Linked DNA regions of Gossypium hirsutum: region 2 is linked to region 1. Evidence: chromatin contacts called from public Hi-C data. All regions are on one chromosome and are shown on one strand. The core of a region is the stretch at or near the end of the contact, and the rest is flanking DNA. Distances in the headings are between cores, read along the strand shown. Region 1 holds the start of LOC107895241 (transcription factor TCP4). Region 2 holds the start of LOC107895236 (increased DNA methylation 1).

Region 1 (4,897 bases), core at 604-3,103:
CTTTTCTCCATTTTATTGGATCAATGGTGAGAGTCAGAGGAAGCAGAGGACAGCTTATTTGCGATGCTGTCTTGATCCTCTTGTGCGCCCTGGAACCGTGCTGGAACGCGAAATCCAGAGAATACACCTGATGTGGTGAATTCAATGCCAGATAAAGCAGGTTGGTGATGGATATTTTGTGGGATTTGATGATGATGATGATGGTATTCGTCGGTTGTTGGAATTGGCTGGTCTATCCAAGCACGAACCAAGGGCGTGTTACTGGACTGAAGGGGTCCCCTCTGAAAGAAAAACTGGCCGTTTTGGCCAAAAGCCGGTGATAGTGGCGGTGCTGATGGATTGCCAAAGAGAAATCCTCCCATTCCACCGCCACCGCCACTACCAGTATCAGCAGCAGCAGCACCATTATTCCAGGCAACCAATCTCTGAAACCTTCCTATCTCAGCCGGATGGTGGTGGTGATTTTCCCATCCAGCTGAAGATCCATCAAAACCAGCTAAAGGGCTGGTTCCTGCAGAGAACAAAACAGATTCAGTTTGATGTGCCTGAGCTGCAGCAGCTTGGTGATGGTGGTGGAGAAGAACCGGCTCCGGAAATGACTGAAGCGAAAGCCTCAGATCTTGACTGTGGCTGCTGGTTTTGGACAAAAAATCCGGTGGATAATTCTGAAACTGAATAGAAGAAGACGGTGCCTCACTGGAAGCTCCCAATGGAAAAGAAGACTTCATAGTATCTGCAATCTCATCAGAAACTAAAGAAGATGGAAGAAAACCCGAATTACTATTCGGGTTATCTCCCGTTCCTTGTTGCTGAAGAATTTGAACTTGATTTCCCATTAATGTAGCCGTTCTTCTGGGCTTTTCATTGTCTACTGCTGTGATTATGTTTTGATCTTGTTGATTATTCTGTTTCGTGGTTGAAGTCGTTGTTTTCAAGGTTTGTGGGTTCCAAGGAGGTAGTTCAGCGAGCTCGTCAATGGCGGATTTGGCTTTTTTGATAAGCCAATCCACAGCTTTGCTAGGACGGTCGTAACCAAGGCGGTCCTGAACGTCGTAGAACTGGATGGCGGTGTGAGCGGAGAGACGAACACGACGGTCTCGAGGACCTTTAGCGGTGCAAACTTTGCTGTGACGGTCTTTTCTTCCAATTGACCGAACAATGTGACCTCCTTGAACCTCAACGATCTCGCCTCCACTATGCTTTAACCCCAATCTTGACGATGTTGCAGCTTGCTGATTGCTTTCTCCCATTCTTCTTGCATGTTGGGTTAAGCTTGGATGTTTGTAGGTGCTGTTGAAGTAGTTGAGATTCAATTGGTTGAATTTAGAAATGAAATTTGAAGGTGAAGATGATTGGTTTGAGGATCCAGAAGGTTTTCGTATTGCAGCTTTAATGGCGGACACTGGTTATTGCTTCTTTACTCACTGTTCCTTGAAACCTGAAACTGTCGGCCCTGCCATTTCCATATCACAAAGGACCCCTCCACCATAAGGCCCCTTCCACAGCTTCAAATCCCCACCCTAACCCATCATCTCTTTACTTTCTCCTTCTTTCTCTCTCAATCTATCTAAAAGCTTTTCCCAATTGGGCCTCTTTCTCTTCTATTCCACCCAAATGGGTTTTCAAAACAGTAACCACCCACTTCACCAGGACTGGTAATAAATTGTAGTTATATACTAAATTTCGAATGTTAAGAACAAGTGGCTATTGGTTTAAGGGATTGTCTTTGTCTGGGAAGTTTTTGCTTTGATATTTTAGATGAATGAATTGGATTGATAGATCCTTTATTTGCCACCATCACAACCATTTGACAGTGACCCTTTCACAGGCTTTTATTTGCATTGATCCATTTAAGAAACATCATCATCTTTCCCATCTCCCAAACATGGCCGGCATCTCATCTCTCAAGGGCTTCTGCCTTTTTTCGCATTTCATTTTCTATAATAATAAGACTTTATCCTATTACATTTGACCAATGATAAAATCTAGACAATGATTACATTGACCGCTGGTTTTTGGTTTTGCGGACAATTAACTGTTTCAATATGGATTATGTTGGAACTTAGGGGATTAAGATTATTATAATATAGATACACTCTCCTACTTATTAATTAATATAATCTTTTGATAATCTAGAGATTTTACTATACTGATTTCTTGGAGTAATTAATATATTCAATTCTTCTCATTCAACACTTGTACCCGCAATTCTGTAGTGGCTATAGGAAGCCAAGATTAAATTAAACAATTCTTAATTACATTGTTTTTATTTTATTTTATTACTGCTGAACCAGTTAGATCGAAAACCAAATGATATATTGATCTAAGTATAGAGGTTGAATTACTTTTGATTGAACAACTCAATCATTTGAATCGGCTTTTTTATTATAAATTTTGTAATAATTTCTTAAATTTTTAATTTTATAAATTTTTTTAATAATTTATTTTATTAAACAAAATGAATCGAAAATAATTAATCGTTCGAGCATCGATCCATTTTTAAAACCACGACTAACAGAATCAAGAGGTGAAGTGGGATATGAAGTTAAAAAGAAAGTCGAGCTAAAGGAAGTGAGAGCTAAAATAGATAGGACGACAAGTAATAGTAGTAAGCATTATTGAGTTGAGATTTTGCTATAAGCTAAGATTAGAAGTTTCTGTAAATAATTGTATTGTGGATAATAGTTGAATCCTAATAGTATCATAAATAGATATCACACATCAAATTATGTTTAAATAATTATCTTTATGAAAAGAGAATTATCTTTTTTCCTCTTTTATTCTATTTTATTTTTCTTCTACTTCTTGTGCTATTTCTTTTAGCCACCGCTAATCTTTCTAGATTTGGTATCAAAGTAGTTCCATGATCTAATCACAGAGTTGAGGATAACTAAGAATGTAGTATTGATGATAGAGAGTACTAGATTGAACATACTGCTGGAACAAGTTCAAATGGAATCATTGAAGAAAGATGACACTATGGTCCCAAAATGGTGGGAGGAATAAAGAAAAAGCATTAATGCTAAATTTGTGCAATGATACATTAGTCAAATCCTTGAACTAAAGGCATAAAAGCATGGTTTTGGAAACTTGAAACCGGACCGGGAATTTACTGTTATATCGTTCCAAAATAAGGGGGAGAATCAGTTGAATTGTAAATCGCTTATAAACTGTGGACCGATAAAAAATCAGTTAAACTAGTTTTTATATTTTTGGACCAAATAAAAAACCTAGCCTAAATCCATTAAAATTACTAAAAACCCCAAATACCCAATCCAACTCAAAATAAAAAATGAATTATAAATAAACTAAAGTTACAAAAATAACTATAAAATGGCTTAGAAATGAAGGCCATGGGTAAATCTGCTTACATTCTAGAAGTAAAAATTACTTAAGATCGTTCTGAAATGTTAATGTAATAGGCCTATTTTGCCCGGCCTGGACCCAATTTAAAATTAAACTGTCCAGTTTAAAATTACAAACCTAAAACTAATGACCCAAAATTAAAACCCACACCAGCCCAAATTAACCCTAGCCTACTAAAACATTTTCCAACAAAAAAAAGAAGGGAAGAAACCCTAGCCGTTCCCCTTTGACCAAGTCTTCTGCCACCGCCGCTCGGCTCGCCTGTCACCTGCCATCGCGCGTTTCTCTGACACCACCTGCATATCAAGATCTACACGCAAGCAACAGAGAAAAACAACGAGAAAACGACAAAAACATAGAAATAAACAGTTTGTAATTTGGCTATAAAGCCTGTCAATCATCTAGTTTTTTCTTCTCTTACGAACGCACACAAGCAAATCAATGAAACAAAAACTGAAGTTTGAAAGGTTTTTTGTTAATTCTTTTCTTTTATTTTCTGTTTATTATTATATATATATTGCGAATCTATTTTAAAATAAACTAAAAGAAGGGAAATAAAGAAACCTCACCTAAATCCCCACGGACGTGTCGTCGGAGAGTCTTCTCCGTCGCTGCAATCGGGTTCGACAGAGGGCTGAGGGTTCTTTTCTTTCGTTCTTATAGGACGCTGAGGTTTTGGCCTTCAAAAAGGCTTCGAAAAAGGGTTGAAATACCCATTTTTGTGCGCCGCCGGCCACCGAACACAGTGGTGGTGCGGCAGGCAGTGAGAAATCGATCGTCGGAAGAAGATTAGAGGGAGGGAGAGTTGAGAAGGCTGCTTTGTTTTTTTTAAGTTTAGGGTTAAAATGAGTTTTCTTTTTTAAAAAAAAATTGAGCATTTTATTCAACATTGAAACGGCGTCGTTTGGGTAAAGGAGAAGAGGTCTGTGCGCCTAAAATGGGTGATTTACGTGGCCAGTCCTTCTCTTTTGCGCTGCTATTGGATTAGGCCCCTGTTCTTCTTTTTTAATTTTTTAAATCTGGCCCAGGAATTTTATGTCAATTTCATTCTAAGCTGCATCTAAACGCTTCATTTCGGGATTTGGCTTATTTTCATTTCTAATCCCCCCCCTTTACGCGCATTTCACTTTAGTCTCAATCTATTTATCGATTTATTATGATTTAGACCCGAAATTCTGTCTTAATCCCGATTTAATCCTTTGCTTAATTTTAACCCTTTTTATGAATCCATTTTATTTTAATATTATTTATTTATCTATTATTACTAGCTTTCACTTTTTTCTAAAATATATGTCGTGCATACCTACATTATTATATTGTTATCTTATTTTCATTATATTGTATTCTTTTTTGTTTTCTTTTTTATTTTATTTATTATAAATCTTTCATAATATTTATTTTGAACAGTTTTATTATTATTTATTTTAAGTTTTTTTATATATGGTATTTGTTTTAAATTGTTTTATCATATTATTTATTTTGAAATTTTATATACATTATTTATTTTAAACTTTTACGTACTTTAAATTTA
Region 2 (4,897 bases), core at 882-3,381, 140 kb after region 1:
TAGAGATAGAAAAGCAAGTAAATTGTACCTAAGTCAGAAGGGGTACATTGAAAAAGTTCTTTTTAGGTTCAATATACATAGTGCTAAGCTTGTTAGTACTCTTTTAGCAGCCCATTTTAGACTTTCATCGATTTTGTCTCCACAATCAAATAATGAGATTGAGTACATGTCACATGTTCCATACTCTAGTGCAGTGAGATCTCTCATGTATGCTATGGTTTGTTCGCGTCCAGATTTATCATATGCAGTCAGTGCAGTTAGCAGATACATGGCGAATCCCTATAAAGAACGCTGGAAAATAGTTCAGTGGATTTTAAGATACTTACGAGGTACTACTGATGTTTGCTTACAGTTTGGAAGAACTAGAGATGGAGTCATTGGGTATGTTGATGCTGATTTTGCTGGAGACCTTGATAGAAGAAGATCTCTCACAGGTTATGTCTTTAAAATCGGAGGTTGTGCAATCAGTTGGAAAGCCACTTTTCAAACTACAGTCGCTTTGTCTACCACTGAAGCTGAGTACATAGCAATTACTGATGCTTGTAAAGAAGCTATCTAATTGAAGGGACTCTTTAGTGAACTCAATGAAGACCTTCAAATCAGTACAGTATTTTGTGACAGTCAGAGTGCAATCTTCCTTAAAAAAGATCAAATGTTTCATGAGAGAACAAAACATATTGATGTTCGGTATCATTTTGTTCGTGATATAATTGCTTGTGGTGATATTGTTGTGAGCAAAATTAGTACTCATGAAAATCCTGTAGATATGATGACTAAGTCACTGCCTACAACCAAGTTTGAGCATTGCTTAGACTTGGTTGGTGTTTATTGTTGAAGTTAAACCCTTAAGGAGTTTTATGGAAGAGGTGGAGAACTATCGTTGAGAGTTCGCGATGAAGAACTTGTTCATTGAGAATTCGTGTCAAGGTAGAGATTGTTAGAATTAAGTGACCCGGATCATTATTTAAATAAAATACAATGGTAAAATAAAATAAAAGTAAAATCCATATAGAACTACACTTTTTTATTTTGTTTTAGAATAAGGTTTTTTAAACCTTATTAAACTCCGTCTATTTTATACTGATTAGAATAAGGTGTTTCACTACACTCCTATTAGAATATGGCTTTACAAGCCTATAAATAGACATAATCTATTCTTCTTGTAATAATTCAAATTTGACATAGTAAATTTTCTTCTCCTTTGCCAGTGGTTTTTTCCCTAAAGGGTTTCCACGTAAAAATTTGTGTGTTTTTTATTTTATTTTATTTTTTCACACTAATGTTGGTAAAGAGGATTAAATAGGAAAAAATATCCTCACCGAAGGTATTTTTCTTAATTGAATCTTAAAGCTCAATGGAAAACCACAGTCGCAAGGCAATAGAAATGCCTCAACTGAATCAAAACATTATTATCCAAACAGACAATTGTGGTGCGTTTGGAGTTTGGGGTTTGTGATTTGGGATTTGAGGTTTGGGGTTTGAGGTTTATGGTTTGGGGTTTAGAGTTTGGGGATTAGGGAATCTCAACTTATCGGAGCTAAAGGAGCATCTAAAGAAGCCTAACTTAGGGAAAAGAGTATTGTTTAGATATTAATTTTTAGGTTAAGCGTTTTTTTAAAATAGACTTAATGGTTTAACTAATGATTTGATTAACGAAAGTACCAACTTGGAAAAAAAATAGTTTAGTACCATTTGTGACAAATAAAATTTAAATATTAAGATGAAAAAAAGAGCACAATTTAAGTACTAATTTGTGGATTAAGCAAACCATAATCCTTATTCTTTGCGTTCTAGACCTCTTCTAACACGAACTCCAAACTCAAGAAATTATTATATGTGGGGAAAAATATTATATGGGTTATACTCCATAGCTCTTTATTACAAGAAACATGAGAAATTATTTGTCATAAAAAGATTATACGTGTTATAGCTATTCGTTAAGTAGTCCTAAGGTCTCACACCCTAAGATAGAGCCCACACCATTAAAAAAGTTCAAAGGGTATCACGGTTATTCTAATAAAAATACCGTAAAATCAATTACAATCTCATTCTAAACTCATCAAGTCACATTGGGCTCCGGCTCAGACTCGGACAAAGCCTTTTTCAATACTACGCAATATAAAATTAATTGCTAAAACTCTATTCTAATACCAACTCAACATTCTCGGACCACTAAACCTAGCAGCTCTGGTGTGCCCGTTCCTAGGTAACTTCAATGTTATAACAATATGAAAACCTGGTTTTCCCCTCTGGACCATCCACCAACCTGGTTTTTGGATCCTCGACTCCAGCTGTTTCATCGCGGTGTTCTGCTTTCAAATGTCTTAGCTAAAACTACCATCATCTTTTTTCCTTTTTTCTTTGATGCTCGTTGCCCGCCTTCACTTCGCCTCACCAGTACTTACTACTTACTGCCTACTTGGCTTTACCAGGTCTGGGGATTCCATTAATTGATGGGTTTCTTTAGTTCTCCTTGGTGGTTTGGATGGCTCTTTTTATGCCCAATAGTTCTTTTGTGGCATGTTTCACAGCTCTTGTCTCCAACCTCAAAATGGGGAACTCAGCCACTGCAGGGTCTATCTTCTCAGGGTATTTTATAGCTCAATATAGGATGCCAAGTTACTGTATTTTCATACATTATACTAGTTTGTTTGTTCAAGTTATTGAAATAATTTGAAGGGAAAAAATGCAATAGTATAATTCAAATATAAACTGTATTTTGCTAGTTCAAAGGGAATAGATTTCGTTATTGTTTTTATCGAAATGTATCACTGCAAATATTATTGGCATAATATAATATAAATCTTATTTAGTTAATTTGAAAGGATTATTTATGTATACAAGCCTTATTTTGGTTAATTGGAACGGTTTTTTATTTGTACATCTAAAATGGTAAGTAAAAATGCAATAATAATAAGGCAATTACAAAAGCGAAGTGGAAAGAGAGAAGAAGTACAAATGACATGACATATAAACTTACATGGAAGAATTTTCTTATTTTTATTTTTATTTTTTTCCGCCATTGCCATCTGTTACATTATGGAGCACTATTCGGGTTTTCCAAAGCCACTTCAGTTTTAAAACTGGGGGCTTCCTTTATATTTTAAACTGATGAAGCCAAATGCAAAAAGGAAGCCTGTTTTGTTTTTTTTGTTTTTAATATCTATATATTAAGATTCTCTCTCTCTCTCTCTTTTTTCTTTTTGTTTTTTTAGATGAATATGTTTCAGTTTTTCAGCTCTTCAACCCTAAATTGAAGTTTGTTCTTCTTTTGCATGTTGATCAGGACATGCATTATAAAGGTGAGCTCTATTTTTTTTTTGATAAAATTTTGAAATTTTGGGCGTTTGGCATTGGATTTCTGGGTTTTGATCTGAATCTTGTTTGCTTTTCTGGGTCCTGGAAGGATTTTCATTTCAGTTTGCATTTCCGGTTATGTTTTTTAATTAGTTCAGGTTATATATGTTTGATATGCATAATAAATTGGGATGAAAAATGAACAATTTTAGCTAAAACGTAAAAGAAATTCAAGTTTAATTGCAACCATAGTTTTTTAATTTTCATCAATTTCTTTTGAGGCAGGTGAAATTAGGAAGGGTTCAATGATGTTCTTATAAGATAAACATTGTTAATTTTTATTAGAGGAAAGCGGGCTGCAGATACTGAGAATGAGCATTTTGATTTTCTACTTACCAGTGCAAGTACATTTATCTATTGATTGTGTTCTGAATTTGGATTTTTGTTCTGGTGAGAGTATGAGTATTTCGATTTTCTTTATTTTCTGTTTCTTTTGTGATGGCTTGTTTTCGCATGAGCTGAAAGTAGCAGTTGTTAGTTTTGAAATGTAGGCAAATATACTGTTTCATAATTCCATGCATGATAATGGTGATAATGATCCAATATTTCTGTTATATCTGGCTAGAAAAAGTGAAAAAGAAAGGAAAAGACATCCAAGTATAAAGTTGGAGTTGAACTTCTTTGTGTCAAATTGAATCATCCCGCATTTTTTGCGGTCACTTGGTCACTGAAAGAAGTTTGTCGCTTTATCAATCTTCTACATCTAGTTTCGTTTTGAGTAGAAAGAAAAGAAGAGAGATGTCGATTGGGGAAGGCTTTAAAAGCTTCATGAAAGAGTATATAGTTTAAACTGTATATTAAGTTAATAATACAGTTAAACTTTTGAAATCTTTAAGTTCATAATACATGAAAAAGCTTTAAGAAGCCTTCAATGGAATGATTTGCATATTTTTAGAAGTCATTTGAAATCTTTATGTATGTCACATTGATAACCAGTACGGTGCTGCCACATTCCATATTGGGAGATAATGGACCCTATGGAAACTTAAAAATAATTGGTATTGATTGAGTGCTATCATCATTCATATAAATATCAACTGCTATCAAACAAGTGGAAAGGTAGGTGCATTTATAACTTTTTCTTTGAAGCCTGTGTCACTTGACAGTTATATTTCTGTTACAGGCAACGTGATCTCCACATTTGGCATATCCAAAGAGAGAGAGACACGTGTTAATGTTTCCGAACCCATCATTTTAATTTAACAAAAATTTTTGCCACTTCTTCTGGTTTTAATCTTGTGCATATGACATGGAGAAGTCAAGGAGGAATTAGGTTATGGCTAATCATTATCTATGTATACTTTGATGGTCTGTTGTTCCCTATGCTGCCTGGTGGAATGCAATCATTCCTCAAGCATAGCTGTATCTTTACTGCATGTCTATTGGAGCTCATACACTTTCCTTTTTTTGTGGTTATATGGACTCATCAGCAAAAGAGTCTTCTATAAGTGGAGTCTTTGCATACCACTGGAAGTGGATGGGATCCTACTTTGCTTGGTCTTGTGTTAAAGGTTAGTTGATGGTGCCATTGACAAACATA

Evidence for each region. Hi-C and Micro-C count contacts between places; a contact is called where the count stands out from the background.
Region 2: a contact with region 1 is called in a Hi-C map of leaf, with 2.2 times the contacts expected there. The contact joins the promoter of LOC107895236 here to the promoter of LOC107895241 in region 1. A contact is called at or near these places in 12 of 34 Hi-C or Micro-C datasets (anther, callus, leaf and 1 more).

The regions. Positions count from the first base shown.
Region 1 is chrA13:97,457,578-97,462,474 of Gossypium_hirsutum_v2.1, forward strand. It overlaps LOC107895241 (transcription factor TCP4), which reads right to left and starts at 1,854. Exons shown (of 2, transcript XM_016820519.2): 1 at 1-1,854. The coding sequence starts at 1,250. The coding sequence ends at 21. LOC121212502 (a long non-coding RNA gene) reads right to left here and starts at 4,384. Exons shown (of 2, transcript XR_005907766.1): 1 at 3,936-4,384; 2 at 3,268-3,676.
Region 2 is chrA13:97,592,664-97,597,560 of Gossypium_hirsutum_v2.1, forward strand. LOC107895236 (increased DNA methylation 1) reads left to right here and starts at 2,132. Exons shown (of 9, transcript XM_041085371.1): 1 at 2,132-3,302; 2 at 3,583-4,868.